Regions from separate parts of the Mus musculus genome. Here regions 2, 3, 4 and 5 are each linked to region 1. The links are chromatin contacts, called in public promoter capture Hi-C maps. All regions are on one chromosome and are shown on one strand. Each heading gives the region's core, a stretch centred on a gene start, on an enhancer-like site or on the middle of the called end of the contact. The rest is flanking DNA. Distances are from core to core; before and after follow the strand shown.

The links. Promoter capture Hi-C pulls out the DNA fragments that hold promoters and counts their contacts. Capture Hi-C pulls out chosen DNA fragments and counts their contacts.
Region 2: a contact with region 1 is called in a promoter capture Hi-C map of liver, with 5 times the contacts expected there. The contact joins the promoter of Slc10a2 here to the promoter of Zfp958 in region 1. A contact is called at or near these places in 3 of 39 promoter capture datasets (liver and stem cell-derived epiblast-like cells) and 1 of 484 Hi-C or Micro-C datasets (liver).
Region 3: a promoter capture Hi-C map of liver shows a contact between it and region 1, with 6 times the contacts expected there. The contact joins the promoter of Map2k7 here to the promoter of Zfp958 in region 1. A contact is called at or near these places in 17 of 39 promoter capture datasets (the 3T3-L1 cell line, 3T3-L1-derived adipocytes, the C10 cell line and 11 more), 6 of 484 Hi-C or Micro-C datasets (B cells, CD4 T cells, CD8 T cells and 2 more), 9 of 115 datasets of contacts at active chromatin or transcription factors (bone marrow-derived macrophages, cardiomyocytes, double positive thymocytes and 5 more) and 3 of 9 other capture datasets (adipose tissue, liver and pancreatic islet).
Region 4: a promoter capture Hi-C map of liver shows a contact between it and region 1. The contact joins the promoter of Timm44 here to the promoter of Zfp958 in region 1. A contact is called at or near these places in 4 of 39 promoter capture datasets (cranial neural crest, frontonasal cranial neural crest, liver and 1 more), 1 of 15 datasets of contacts at CTCF or cohesin (the NIH/3T3 cell line), 5 of 484 Hi-C or Micro-C datasets (embryonic stem cells, myocytes, natural killer cells and 1 more), 15 of 115 datasets of contacts at active chromatin or transcription factors (the 230-238 cell line, the SCID.adh cell line, bone marrow-derived macrophages and 7 more) and 3 of 9 other capture datasets (adipose tissue, liver and pancreatic islet).
Region 5: a contact with region 1 is called in a promoter capture Hi-C map of neural stem cells. The contact joins the promoter of Elavl1 here to the promoter of Zfp958 in region 1. A contact is called at or near these places in 19 of 39 promoter capture datasets (the 3T3-L1 cell line, 3T3-L1-derived adipocytes, the C10 cell line and 13 more), 1 of 15 datasets of contacts at CTCF or cohesin (the NIH/3T3 cell line), 11 of 484 Hi-C or Micro-C datasets (B cells, CD4 T cells, CD8 T cells and 8 more), 20 of 115 datasets of contacts at active chromatin or transcription factors (the NIH/3T3 cell line, the SCID.adh cell line, T-cell acute lymphoblastic leukemia and 14 more) and 3 of 9 other capture datasets (adipose tissue, liver and pancreatic islet).

Annotation. Positions count from the first base shown.
Region 1 is chr8:4,611,731-4,614,492 of GRCm38.p6, forward strand. Zfp958 (zinc finger protein 958) reads left to right here and starts at 1,440. Exons shown (of 4, transcript NM_145591.5): 1 at 1,440-1,548. The coding sequence starts at 1,546.
Region 2 is chr8:5,103,919-5,106,680 of GRCm38.p6, forward strand. It overlaps Slc10a2 (solute carrier family 10, member 2), which reads right to left and starts at 1,369. Exons shown (of 6, transcript NM_011388.3): 1 at 889-1,369. The coding sequence starts at 1,265.
Region 3 is chr8:4,237,376-4,240,137 of GRCm38.p6, forward strand. Map2k7 (mitogen-activated protein kinase kinase 7) reads left to right here and starts at 1,365. Exons shown (of 12, transcript NM_001164172.1): 1 at 1,365-1,658. The coding sequence starts at 1,535. Lrrc8e (leucine rich repeat containing 8 family, member E) reads left to right here. Exons shown (of 3, transcript NM_028175.2): 3 at 1-95.
Region 4 is chr8:4,274,500-4,277,261 of GRCm38.p6, forward strand. It overlaps Timm44 (translocase of inner mitochondrial membrane 44), which reads right to left and starts at 1,406. Exons shown (of 13, transcript NM_011592.2): 1 at 1,344-1,406. The coding sequence starts at 1,388.
Region 5 is chr8:4,323,673-4,326,434 of GRCm38.p6, forward strand. It overlaps Elavl1 (ELAV (embryonic lethal, abnormal vision)-like 1 (Hu antigen R)), which reads right to left and starts at 1,428. Exons shown (of 6, transcript NM_010485.3): 1 at 1,214-1,428. It also overlaps a transcript of Ccl25 not described here.

The sequences.
Region 1 (2,762 bases), core at 190-2,689:
GCCTTACAGCCAGAGATGCGATAATTGTAGGAAGACCTACAAGGACATGGAGATAGACACCAGAGAGGAGGCTAAAGAGTTGTAGCCAACTCTCCTCCCAACTCTTCCCAACTCTTCCCAACTCCTCCCAACTCTTCCTATCTCCTCCCAACTCCTCTCAACTCTCCTCCAAACTCCTCCCAATTCCTCAGCTAGCTGTTAAAAGCCCCCTACTGTCACTGCTCGGGGTCTTACATCATCGGAAGTAGGCTTTGGTAAATTGTTTAAGGAAGCCTTTAAATAAAAAGAATTAAAATAGTTTAAATTTATGCTTTGAAGATTTACAAAAAATCAGGTACTAAATGTTAAACAATAACTGACCTTAAAAATGTATTAATTTCTTCTTGGAAATTTGCCACTAGCCTTAGATGATTTTTATTGTGCCAAATAACAATGATGTTACTGAAAGGAAATAAAACTGTAATTCATGTAATGTATGTTAAATAGCCCAAAGAGTTGTTTGTGAGCTTTGAAACCTGGGGCTGAGAACACAGCAGAACAGACCAGGACATGCCCGGGCAAGCCCATCGCCTCCCTAGCTCCCACCCCTCTGACCTAAGTTAAATGTTACAGGCTGCTGATGTTTAAATGGACCAATCATGTGAAACCGCGCCAATTCCTCCCCCAGCCCCACTCCTTTTCTATAAAAACCCCTAGCTTCCAAGCCTCGTGGTCGAATCCACTGTCTCCTGTTGTGTGAGATACGTTTCGACCCGGAGCTCCGCCATTAAAAAACCTCTTGTTGTTACATCAAGGTGTTGTGTTCTATTCGCGATTCTTGGGTGCACGCCGAATCGGGAGCTGAGTGGGGGTTTCCCCACTGAGTTCTTTCATTACCTGTTCTATCCGTGATTGCGTCAATGAACACACTTTTTGAGAAGTTGTAATTCTTGGATGATTCTGTATTTTATTGTGCCAAATGACTATGATGATATATGTTCTATCTGACTGCTTCACTGAACACATCTGCTCAGAGTTGTAATATTTGTTTCTTTATGCATAAAAACCCTTGCATGAGGACTGCAAAATATATTCAGATTCAAACTGCCTCTGTGTTTGTTTTGTCACCGCCAAATCCTTACCCACCTAGCCTTCGAGGATCCTCTTCCCAGGAACCCTCATACCCGACTGGGGTGGTCCGTGGCAGGGCCTCCCTAAGGGCTGGCTGTGGTAGCTATTGGAGGACAAGAAAAAGTGCTATTGAAATGCGAATCTCTGCATATCTGGGAAAGGTCGGTCCTCGGCGTGGAAGCCTGGCCCAGGAACCACTATGCTCTGTCTCTTTAACACACTCTAACCCAAAGGGATGTGTTCCTGTCACTCAAGACTCATTGGCCAATCAGGTTCTCCAGGAAGGCCTCTCAGTCAGAAGAGGCGGGTTCTTCCGGGTGCCATACTGCAAGTCCAGCTCCGCCGCTGAGAAGCTCGAACGGTTCCGTGTGACGTGCTCTGTGTACTGCTGTTTGGTGCGGCTAGGAGAGCTCAGGCAAGCTCTGCAGTCACGGCATGGTGAGAGCAGGGTCACTTCCCCACGGCAAGGGGAAGAGCAGCCGGAGTGAGAGTGGTGGGTCCTCCCCAGAGGCTGGGTGGGAAGGCACAAGGACTTTGGAAATGCGGATCTTTGTATATCTGGAAATGGTCTGGCCCTGGACACTTCAGCACGCTCCAACCCTAACGGAGGTACTCAAGATGTTCAAGACTTGTTGGTCAATCAGGGCCTGCAGGCACACCTGCCAGTCAGAAGAGGAGGAGGGTCTCCCCCCCCCCCCCAGCTCCCCCGGGGTGCCCTGCTGCAGGTTCCGTTCTGTAGCTGAGCAGGTTTGACTGATCTGGTGTGCTGTGCTCTGTGTGCTGCTGCTGGATGCTGTGAGGGGAAATCAGACAAGATCCAAAATCTTGATATTGTGAGCGCAAGGTCATAGTCTGCAAAGGGGAGAAGCAGGCGACTGAGCAGCTGGGAGCTGGAGTGGTAGGTCCTTCCTGGGGCTGAGTGGGAAGCGGCAGCCTGTTGCACCCCCTCTGGTCTCTAGTCACTCCCTGGACCTCGTGGTGGCCTCAGAATTACTTCACTTTGGAGGCTGGATCAGTGCATTTGAAGCAGGGTCTTCTGTGTAGAAACATCCTTGGCAGGAAGACAAACTTGGATAGCCCTAGTTTCTCTAGTGTCTTCTACAAGTTCTTAGCATTTAACATTTAGGTGTAAGATCCATTTGGAGTTAATCTTGTGGAGGTTGTACAAGGTATCTCAAGTGCTGTGTAGCAGCACTCCAATATCTAGCTGTAATGTAGAAGATGATGTGAAGTAGTTACCAGTGCTTAGAAAGAGTAAGTGATATCAAATAATTTTTTTTTCTTTGCTTTTTCGAGACAGGGTTTCTCTGTGTAGCTCTGGCTGTCCTGGAACTCACTTTGTAGACCAGGCTGGCCTCGAACTCAGAAATCTGCCTGCCTCTACCTCCTAAGTGCTGGTATTAAAGGCGTGAGCCACCACCGCCCGGCTATCAAGCTAAGACTTCCTACAGAGAAGTAGTATGCTAACCAGACCTGTTAGAGATTAAGATGCTAGGATACACATGTTTGTTGACTAGGATTGTCCTGAAATATGGTTCCAAACCATAACAAAGGACACTCCCCTGATTTACAACCAGCCACTAGGTCTAAAAACAGGCCTCTATCAAGCTGCTCTCAGGGGGCATTACAGGGTCATAACCAACTGGTTAAGA
Region 2 (2,762 bases), core at 119-2,618, 490 kb after region 1:
CTGAAGAATGTTTCCTCTTAATGTCACCAGATTTAAAATGAATTTATGAATTCTTCATTAGCTTTCTAACCAAGAAGTATTTGTCCAAAGAACAGGCTTTTTGGTGGAGCTGATGTTGACCAGAGTTTAATATTTGATGAGAAGTTTGAGTTTGTATTTGCACTAAGACCAACTTGTCATCACACAGAAAGTTCATCCTTAATTCCATTGCAACAAGACTTTCTCAGTTGCAGTTTGTGGAAGAATTATTTAATGAAAAAGTTTGAATGTTTTCCACAGGTAATACAACTTCTTGTTAACTGAGTTAGAGTTCAAAGTGCAAGCATATTAATACAGACTAAGAAGACAAATACCAAGTCTTCCTCTCAGAGGCTGATCTTGATTTAAATTTATACATACACACATAGCCATACATACTCACAGGACTTGATAGAGAGGGAACTTTCAGGGCAGATCAGGGCGGAAATAGGGAAGATAATGGAATGTATGCGGCATGGAAGCAGGACAGGGAGTGGAACAGCAGGAGGGAGAGTGGGGAACTAGTGGTAATGACATATAATTAGGAACAAAACGCAATGATAAACATGCATACAAAAGTCACTTAGAAGGTTGCTTCTTTGTGTGCTAACTGAAAATATTAAAAATTAAAATGTAAACTACTGTTTGGTTTAGGATGAAAACTACAAAAAATACAAAGACACAAATAAGAGTCCCCATTTCGAATAGCAAAGCAGCTGTTTCAAAAGGCACATGGATGCACTTACTCTTCCCATTTAACTCCTTAGACATTTAGTCAGTGCAGCAGATCAAATGGATGTTGAAAAAGATACAGATTTTTCTAAACTTAACTCCAGTTGGCTGTAACAGTTACAGATTTTTATATCTTACCTGAGGTCCATGTCGCCATCTATCCAATAGGCCAGGATATTGGAGCCAGTTCCTCCAGGGCAGCAACCCATAATTAGCACCACTACAGCCTGTACAGGAAGGATGCCAGAGGCCACAGACAGGATAAAGCCTGTGAGAGGCATGATTCCAAACTGACAGAGGAAGCCCACGAAGATACCCCATGGTCTCTTTATATGTCCTAGGAACTTGTGGACTTCCACATTGCACCCCATAGAAAACATCACCATGGCTAAGAGGATGGTGAGCACAGTGCTCATCACTGTATTGAGAATTGCATTGAAGTTGCTCTCAGGTACTACGCAGGAATCGCCTTCGCAGACAGTTGCATTTGGGGGACAGACAGAGGAGTTATCCATCACTGCTTGTGCTGTGCAAATGGCCAAGTCCACAGAAGCACCAGTTCTGTCTCTACTGCCAGCTGAGTATGCTTTCAACACGCCAAACTTTTAAACCCTTTCTCAACATGTGGTACTTGGTGTCTCTTTGAAAAGCCACGTTAGAGAAGCAATAAAAAACAATAAATGCTAGTATGTCAGTTTCGAGAGGCTGCATTACAACATAGCACAAATAATGAATCATAAAACGTCCAGAGAAACTACTGGCCAAGACAGAAAGTTATAATTAATCATTTATTGACATGATAATGAACTAAGCCACACAGAAATAGCCACGTTAATAATTAATGCCAGGAAAGTTTGCTGGGAATAATTTTAGTTAAACTCTGAATTGTATAGAATGTTCCAAGAGTTGGAGTGGAGTAAAGTGTATTATTCTCTCCTCCAACTTTAAGTAGGGGGTACTAAAGCTTTGAAAATTATATTAAAACAAAAAAAAAAACAATAACCCCATGCCAAACTACATTATAAGTTGACTGAAGAAGATTTTCAGCTTTCTTACAATAGCTGTCAAGTGGTCATTCTTCCTTATATGAACTATGATGTCCACAAAACATATGCATGTTTCACAGACTTCTAGGGCTTGAAAAAAAACTTAGGGAAGGGTGGTTAGTCCTTGTGAGCACTGAATGTTTTCTGCTGAAGTCCATCATATGGAGCCACCTTCGTTACTTACACATGAATTATACATATATTGACATGGCAACAAAGTGTTTTATAGATAGAGACAATACAATTAGTTAGAGGCATAAACTCTAGATTAGGTCAAAGTGACAGTATAACTCTTTGTGCTTAGAGCCAGGAATTAAAGTTGTGTGTGTGTGTGTGTGTGTGTGTGTGTGTGTGTGTGTGTGTGTGTGTGTGAAATAGAAAGTATTATAAGAGGTTTTTGGAAATATCAAGTAGTTATTTTTATGATGGATGAACAGAGCGCTGTGGTAAGGTATGTAAGGAAGGCACAAAAATAGGCAGAAGACAAATGTCCAGTTCTCAGGTATTTAAACCCAACACTAGAGTAGGCTGGGTTCTAGCTTATATCTACAGACTCAGGAGTCTGAAGAGCATGAAGCATGAGGATATGAAGTTCAAGACCATCATGGACTAGAGAATGAGGTCCTGTTTCTATCTCTCTCTCCCAGGAAGACAAACACACTAACACAAACCATTTAGAACAGTTTCTTAGAACTCAGTATGCTTAAGATTTCAGGAGGCATTTTTTAAATGTAGGTTCTGACTCTTGACTTTGTTTTCTATAGAGCTCCCAGTTGAACGTAATGATGCTGAATAGGGCACCCCTTTGAGATTGGGCAGGGCTTTGATTGTGTCTCTAGTTATATCATAATAGTGAAGTCTGACTGCTCACACTCAGAAGCTACCTGTGAAGAAAAACTCCTCACAGAAATAATGGCCTTCTTATCACGACTTGACCACCGGGCAGAAGAAAAACAGTCCTAGGTC
Region 3 (2,762 bases), core at 115-2,614, 370 kb before region 1:
TTTTCCCAGTTCATTCAGGGATTTTCTTTTGAATGTTTCCTGTGCAGGGGAGCATATACCACTGGGTGCTTAATAAACGAGAACGGTAATTTCCACCTCCTTGTACAGTATGATTGTCTAAGCTGCCTATAACTGGGGCCAAATGATGACACCTGTCTATCAAATCAGGCTGTCTGTCCTGGGAGGAAGGATATCCAAGTTACTTCAACGAGGTGAAGTAGAATCAAGAGAAATTGGGTAGTTTTCTGCCTAGGTTTTTTTTTTTTTTTTTTCCTAAAGAATCTACCTCACCCCACCCTCTAAAACAGTTGGATGGTGGTGATGCCTATCTTCAGTCCCAACACTCCAGAAGGCAGAGGCAGGTGGATTTCTTGAGTTCCAGGCCAGCCGGGTCTACAGAGTTACAGGGCAGCTAGAACTACACAGTGAAACCTTGTTGCGAAAACAAAACAAAACAAAACAAAACCAATCCAATTTTCCTCTCCTCTTTTATCCTTTTAACTCTAAGCTTCTCTCTGCTCCACCCATAGGTCATTACCAAAGGAGTTCTAAGAAGCCTTTAAAGGCCAAGGCCCATCCCAAAGTGTTCACTGTTGCTTCCGGAGTTGTGCGCAGCCTGACCTCCTGGGTTTGGTCTCTTGCTGAATGTCCCTGCACATTCAACGACCCGAATTTACACACAAACTTTATCCTAGCACTCTTGGAAGAACTTAATGCAGGGTGGGGATGGGGCTAGCAGGGCAGAGGCATCTAACCCCAGGGACTGTCTTCAGATAACATTGGTTTCAAGTCCGGATTCTCCGGGCGAAAGGATAGGAATGGGGCAGAAAGTCTGGCCTTAACCTTGATTCTGACACCGAGCTCAGGAATCACCAACTCTGGATTCCCTCTCCACTTGTCAGGGCTACTCTCACTGTGCTGGGACTGGCTGAAATGGAAAGGGATTACCATGGGCACCTAATTACGGTGAGGAGGCGGCTCCATGCTAACAGCGAGAGTTCAGGCCGCAATTAAGCATAACAGGTCCTCATGAAAGACCGTCCTAGACGAGGAAGGTTGTTCCGTGAGGGCGCGGGCACCAGAGCGCCCTAGAGATGCACACGAAGTGAAGAATAATCTGGGAACAGCCGTAAGCGTGTGCAGTAAAGGCGCGAGCTTGGCCGGTCTCCCGCTTCTGCACGCAGGCGTGCGGTTGACCGGACTTCGCTTTCTCTCTTTTTTTCTTTTTTTTTTTTAAGTGATTTCCAACAGCGCTTAATCGCCTGAAACTTCACGCATGCGCACTGCGGAAGGCAGCGATAGGCCATGACAATGCATGAGGCCCGCCTCGGGCTCTAGGTGGCATCAGCTTCCTACTGGAACCCAGTGCGCACGCGCGGCGTTATGCACGCGAGGCAGGGCGGGCACGCGCTGGGGTGGTCTAGGCAGGACGGCGGCTCGGCGGGGTCATCCGAGCGCAGGCGCAGTGCGGTGTTTGTCTACCCCGGACTGACGGGTGGCCTGGCGGTGAGCGGCGGCAGCGGCGGCGGGGAAGATGGCGGCGTCCTCCCTGGAGCAGAAGCTGTCCCGCCTGGAAGCCAAGCTGAAGCAGGAGAACCGTGAGGCCCGCAGGAGGATCGACCTCAACTTGGATATCAGCCCACAGCGGCCCAGGCCCAGTAAGCACGGCCTCGTGGGGGAGGGGCGGGCGGGGCGGGGCGCGCACTGGGAGGCCCCGCCCACCGGGCAGATCCTGCCCCCGCTTCCGGGGCGCTAGCTCTCCTCCCCTCCACTCTCTGTGCTGTCGGCTTGCAGGGAGAGGGTCACGGTGACCTGGAAGTCGGGTGGGCAGTCTCCAGGGCGACTCTCTCCGCCCACGTACCGCGGTCCCGAAGTTCACACCGTTGGTACCTGAGAGCTTAGTCCCTCACCCTGTGGTCGGCTTCCGGAGCCTTGTCACCTGCACCTTGCAGGCTTTCAGACTCGAAGCTACGCCGCTGTGACTACAACCAAGTCTTTTAACTCTGCAAACAGTTATATCTCTTCTGATTCAGTGGTTCCACTCCTGCCGAGTCAGTGACTGTCAAGAGGTCCCCTCCCCTAGCAGACAGTCCACACACGTGCATGCCTATCTGCCCATGTAGGTCACTAAGTCCTCATCTACATCCGTTTTGATTGGAGGCTTCTATTTGACTTCTTTGGTCATATCAGATGGCTCCTTCTAAGCTTGGAAGGACCTTGTCACTGGACCCAGCTCACTGCCTCCTACATACAGGGGCACCTCATATCTCTAATGACCAACTACTTTTCACTATTGCTGTCTAGCCCTCAGGAAACACATAGCCATCTCTCAGCCTGGCAGCCTTTGTCTACAGGGCTCAAGTGACTGCTACTACTACAGACACCTGTAACCAGTGTAGTCCCATCGAGTAGAAACGCACCTCCTTTCTGAGCCTACTGTCTTTGGGCCTGCCTCCTGACATACGGTCCTGTACCAAAAGTGCTTCCTCTTCCTTTCTAGACACACATCCAGCTTGTCCACCATGACCACAGTTAGCATCCTTGTTGTATCCCAGATACCCCTGTCCCAAGTTGTCTTTGCTGAAAGAATCTGGCTTTTTTTCTCCCCTCTCTGTCCAACCCTTCCTCTGTCCCTCTTGATTCAGCAGAATGTCTTCTTTATATCCTCTGTGATGTAATCTTTGGAGTATACATACTATAGTTGTCTGTGTGGTCACTATGGTAAGAGGGGAAAGGCAGCCTCCTGTAGGTGAAAATTCTGT
Region 4 (2,762 bases), core at 156-2,655, 340 kb before region 1:
TCTTTACTGAAGCCCACTCCACTTCTGCCTATCTCCAACAACTACAGAGGAGAACTTTCAAAGACAAACCAACAACTTCTTGGTGCAGGGAAAACTATGGAATAGACCTGTCATGCCCTGGTCAAAGGTTCTAAATACAGAGCCCCTCTGGGCAGAGAATCCAGTAACCTCATGAGAAAGACCCTTTTTGATCCTACCAAATGATGAACTCGTAGTTGTGTGCAGTTGAGTCCAGCACAGGTCCACTGAAACACAATGACCTAACAGAAGCACTTTTCATTTTACAAACTTTTCTTCTCCACTTTTTCCTAGCTATGTAATCACTGGTTAACATCCCAAACTCACATAGGTTGAGAAGTGAAGAGGATCAGGCTGTATCATTTATCACTGCACTGACTGCCAGGGTTGACTTGAATGATCTAGCTACTTGGTGTCATTTTCCCCCTTCCTTCCTTCCTTCCTTCCTTCCAGCTCCACGTGTGTTCTTCTCAAAGTTGCACATTTAGTCAAAGAGGATGATCTTTCTTTGGTCAAGCATATACCTGCTCTTCCCAGGTAGAACCTCCAAACAAGCTCTCAAGGTCCAAATGCATACCAGTATGGCTATAGTTACTGAAGTTTGCTCTTGGGATAACTTGTTTTACATTTCCCTTCCTCCTAATAATTGGCGATAGAATCATACTGAGCTGGGCTTTGGACCAGATCAGCAACCTACTAGCTCCGCGTCTGTGAGCAGATTGCTTAATCTAAGTTTCGCGTTCCTTAACCTAATGAGACTGGGTTAAACAATAGCAATATAAAGAACTATATTTATATTCTGAGTGTGTATTAACAGGACATTGACCTAAGTCAAGAGTTCTAGTTCTTATCCAGAGCAAGAACTACTTCCTGCACTTTCACGCTGATCATTAGAAGTGGAATTTAGGAAACACTCTCCGCTGAGGACTTGACATTCAAACGGGAACAGTGAATGTCACTTTAAAGAGCGAGAGAAAAAACCAAACTTTCATCAAGCTGTTTTCTCAATGGGGTATCATCTCCCCAGACACCAGGGACTCCCTCGTGCACGAGGGAACAGACCGACAGGTGAGAGGTGACCAGTTCCAGGGTAGCTTCGAGCATTGCCGCTGAATTCGGGGAAGAGGGGGTGGGGGATCAGTTCCCGCCCCAGGGCCTTCCTGCTACTTTCCCAAGCCTCGGCTGACCCAATGACCGAACCCTAACCCAACCGTGGAACCCATAAGAAAAAACGAGAGCGATCCGGGACTGAAGAGAAGGAGATCTTAAAAGCCGAGCGTCCAGACCCCTTATTTCTGCCCTACCAGCCCCGCACGTCTGCTCACCCGCGGACAGCGGCACCAGCCACCCCGCAGAGCTGCCGCCGCCATGTTGGAAGAGCCCGTGTGACCTTCCTGCGTCGCTCATCGATCGCGTCATCGGCTGCGCCGGCCTAGAACAGCACCAGCCTGGGAAAACCCGGGGGGAGGAGGAGGAGGGAGGTAGAGGAGAAAGAAACCCGATTGGTCTTCTGGGAGCCAAGTCTCTTATGCTTCAAGACATCAAGGATTCTGCGATCCAGCCTGGGAGGGGGCAGAGTTTAGGACAGGTAAGCCTCTTGTTGAGGCTCAGGGAGGAAAGCATTTTTGTGAGACCATCCGTGGTAAGGTGGGAACTACAAAAGGACAGAGGACTGGAGAGATGGCTCTGCAGTTAAGTCCACTGGCTGCTCTGGCAGAGAATTCGGATTCCGTTCTCGGCACGCACATGGTAGCTCACAACTGCCTATAACTCCAGATTCAGGGGATCCGAAACCCTCTTTTGACTTCCAAGGGTACCAGTCATGGAGGATAGACATACATGCTGCAAAACTCCTACCTATACACATAAAATTAAGATGATGCTAGGTGTGGTGGCGCACGCCTTTAATCCCAGGACTTGGGAGACAGAGGCAGGCGGATTTCTGAGTTCGAGGCCAGCCTGGTCTACAAAGTGAGTTCCAGTACAGCCAGGGCTACACAGAGAAACCCTGTCTCGAAAAACAAAAACAAACAAATTAAGATGACTACAAAAAGGCCTATTGGGGAGCATTCAGTACAGAATTGGGATAGCTCACATCTCAATGGTGGGTTTTTGTTGTTTTGTTTGACGGATTTTTTTTTTTTTTTGAGGGTCTCATGTAGTCCAGCAAGCAAAAGACTCATACACATAAAATAAAAAATTTATAAAAAGACTACAAAAGGGCAAAACCTTTGAAGTATTCAAACTGGTGCACAGATTGCCCCAAAACAAAGAAACAAAACTCCTATGGCTCAGTGTGTGTGTGTGTGTGTGTGTGTGTGTGTGTGTGTGTGTGTGTGTACTCTCCAGGCTGGCCTCCAATTTGTTATGTAGTTGAAGAAGACCTTGAACTTCTGATCCTCCTGCCTCCACCTCCCAAATGTTACTGATCACAGTTGTGCACCACAACAGAAGGTTTATGTACACTGCAGGGGATGGAACATAGAACCTGTGCATGCTAAACAAGCACCCTACCAAATGAGTCACAGCTCCACTCTGAGACAGGACAATGTTAGTGTTAGAGATAGGCATGTAGGTGGGTGAACTACAAAATATATATTTAACTGGAAACTAAACAAGGCTGATTAACTCTAGATACAGTTGACAATGACTGACAGTGCCTTGACCTGCCAGTTGCTCTCAGAGCAAGATTTTCAAACCACTTCTTCCTCTTCTCTCCTCCTCCTCCCCCTGAAATAAAGATT
Region 5 (2,762 bases), core at 178-2,677, 290 kb before region 1:
CCATGTGTACTGGGGGTTTCCTCACATCTTTACATCTGCACAATACTTTCCCCATGCTATTTCACAGGCATTTCAATACGGCTTATTCAAGATCTTAGGTGCTTCACCCAGATCATCGGATAGGGCTGGAAGAACTTTTCCAGGAAGACTGCTTAAAGATTTCTCACCTCTCTGTGTATGTGTTTTGGTGGAGGGAAAAAAACGAGAGAAAGAACCCTAGCAACGCCTCAATGTGTTTTTGGTACTCACAACTGGAAGAAGTAGGAGGCAGAGATGCTAATACTCAGTAGGCAGAAGAAGCCAGGCATGCTATCCAACTTTCTGCAATGCATAGGGCAGCCAGGCCCTCCCAACCAACCATTATCTGACTCTAACTGCCTGTAACAAGGAGGTTAAGAAAGCTTTAACATCCGATCTTGCCTCTTCTAGAGCTCTGGCCAGCGGTGTCCCACATGGACACTTCCGATAATGGAAGCTCTGTCTAGTGCAAAAAAGTTCTCCACCTGCTCTCCACATAGTAGGCGTCAAACCCATTTTGGCATGCTTTAGCAGCAGAAGACAAGAGAAAGGGAAGATCCATCATCACTACCCATTGTTCAACAGCGTGCAATTGCCTTTTTAATATTTACACGTTATTTTACAAATGAAAACGTCCCTAAAACAGCTTTGTTAGAGATGGCGATCAAAGAAAAAATTTCCCCTTTCTCTTCTAGACTTCTACACACAGACGAAAGGTTTGCACACTTCTAAAAGGACCTCATGATTCGTCGCGGTGTGTCCAGAAAATCGTCCACAAAAGAAATCTATGGGATTTCCCGAGGGAGCAAGTCTGTGGGCCATGACCTCTGGCGCCCAAGGTCCTCGCTCCACTCTTCCACCCCCGGATCACCGGGCCTCCGAGATCAACTATCCGGGGCCCCCCAAGCCTCGGAGCCCGGCCCCCCAAAGCGCGTGCCCACGCTGTGTCCTTCTCCCGCCTCTCTCGCGGGAGCCCAGAGGAATCTGGCCCGGCGGAGGCTTGTCGCCAACCTGAATCAAACAGAGTCGGTTCCCATTCGCCCAGCCGCGGCCCACACGCGCGTCTCCATACCCAGGCCTACCGCGGCCTGGGGCCTTCGGCCGGTGCAGGCCCGGCGGACGCCCGTGGGGCTAGGCGAGCTCAGGCCCTAGCGCGGCCTACTCTTTCGGAAGTCGCCGAAGCCTCCGGCCTCACCTGAACACGGGCGGGAAGGCCCGGGACTCTGCTCCGGGGCGGGCGGCGCGGCGATAACGGCTCCGCACGGCCTCGGCAGCGGTGGCGGCGGCGGCGGCGGCGGCAGAGCGGTAGCGGTAGCGGTAGCGGCGACGGCGACGGCGACGGCGACGGCGACGGCGACGGCTGCGGCTCCTCCTCAGCGCGCACGACCCGCTCCCCGGCCCCGCGGCCCAGACACGCCCCCTGCTCAGCGCGCTCTGCTATTGGTCAGTGTCTTTGAAGAAGCGACGCTCATTGGTTGGCATGGCTGTCGCGGTACGCGGGTGCGCGCGGCGTAGGCGGGACTTCCTGTCGGCGTCGTCCGCGGTGGACCAAGGCGCCCAGTGGAGTCGCGAAGTGGCTGGCGATGGCCGCGGAGAGGGTGAGTTGGAGCCTGGCCCGCAGTGGACGCCGTCTGGACGTCGAGGCCAAAGAGTGGCGCTCTTTATAGAACGCACGTCGTGTGATCCTCACAATGCGGGCTGTGCAGCCGCTTACGTCCAGAGAAAGCAAGTTGGTCATCGGGAGCCCTCGCTAGGAGGACAGGATCCCCGATTCGAATCCCGGCCCGGACATTTCCGGTCTGCCTGCAGTTGAGCACCGGCTGACGTCACTGAGCCGGGCCTCAGTTTTGTTATCTGGTGAAGCGGGTTAAAGGATGTGGTCAGCATGGTCAGCCTCTGGGAATCTAAAGTTAAAATTTCTTGGTTTTAAGATTTTTCTTAGTGTGTATGCATGGGTGTTCAGCCTGCATGTATGTTAACCCTGTGCACCATATGCGTGTAGTGCAGATGGGAGTCAGAGAGAAGGTCGGATCCTCCGGGGGACTATTGTTAACTGCGTTTGGGAGCCGACTACTGAACCCATGTCTTCTGTAAAAGCAGCCAGTGATCTTAATTGCTGAGCCATCTTTCCAGCCCCACTTCCTTCGAAATTTAAAATGCCTACTATGTGCCAGGCAGTCGGGCAGTGACCAGAAAAACAACTGCCTGTGCCTTTTGGAGGCTGCTGTTCTGGACTAGTGCTATCAGAAACGTATATGCCACCCTGTTTGATTGAAAACTTCTCTATTGTCTCTACCTCTGTCCACCGTTTTTTAGCGTGTTTGTTTTCTTTTAGTCGGGATCTTCCTAAGTAGTCCTGGCTTGGAACTTATAAATCACGCTGACCATTGCCTCATAGAGATCTGCCTGCCTCTGTTTCCTGATTGCTGGGGTTTAGGGTGATGTTTCATATGATCCAGGTTGGCCTTAAACTTTCTGTGTAACGAAGGATGTCAGTGAAATGATCCTTTTGCTTTCATCTCCCAAGTTCTAGGATTACAGGCCTGCAACACAGCCGCTGCGTGTAGGTAACCTTTTAAAAGTAGTTCTACAGGATTTGAAAAAAAGTTATATTCAAAATTTTTATATTATGTATGTATTTGTTTGTATGTATGTACGTGTTTTTAAAGGATGGTGTTTGTGTATATGTGTATAATATGTATATATTATAATATGCATGTGTTTGTGTGACCATCTATGTGAGA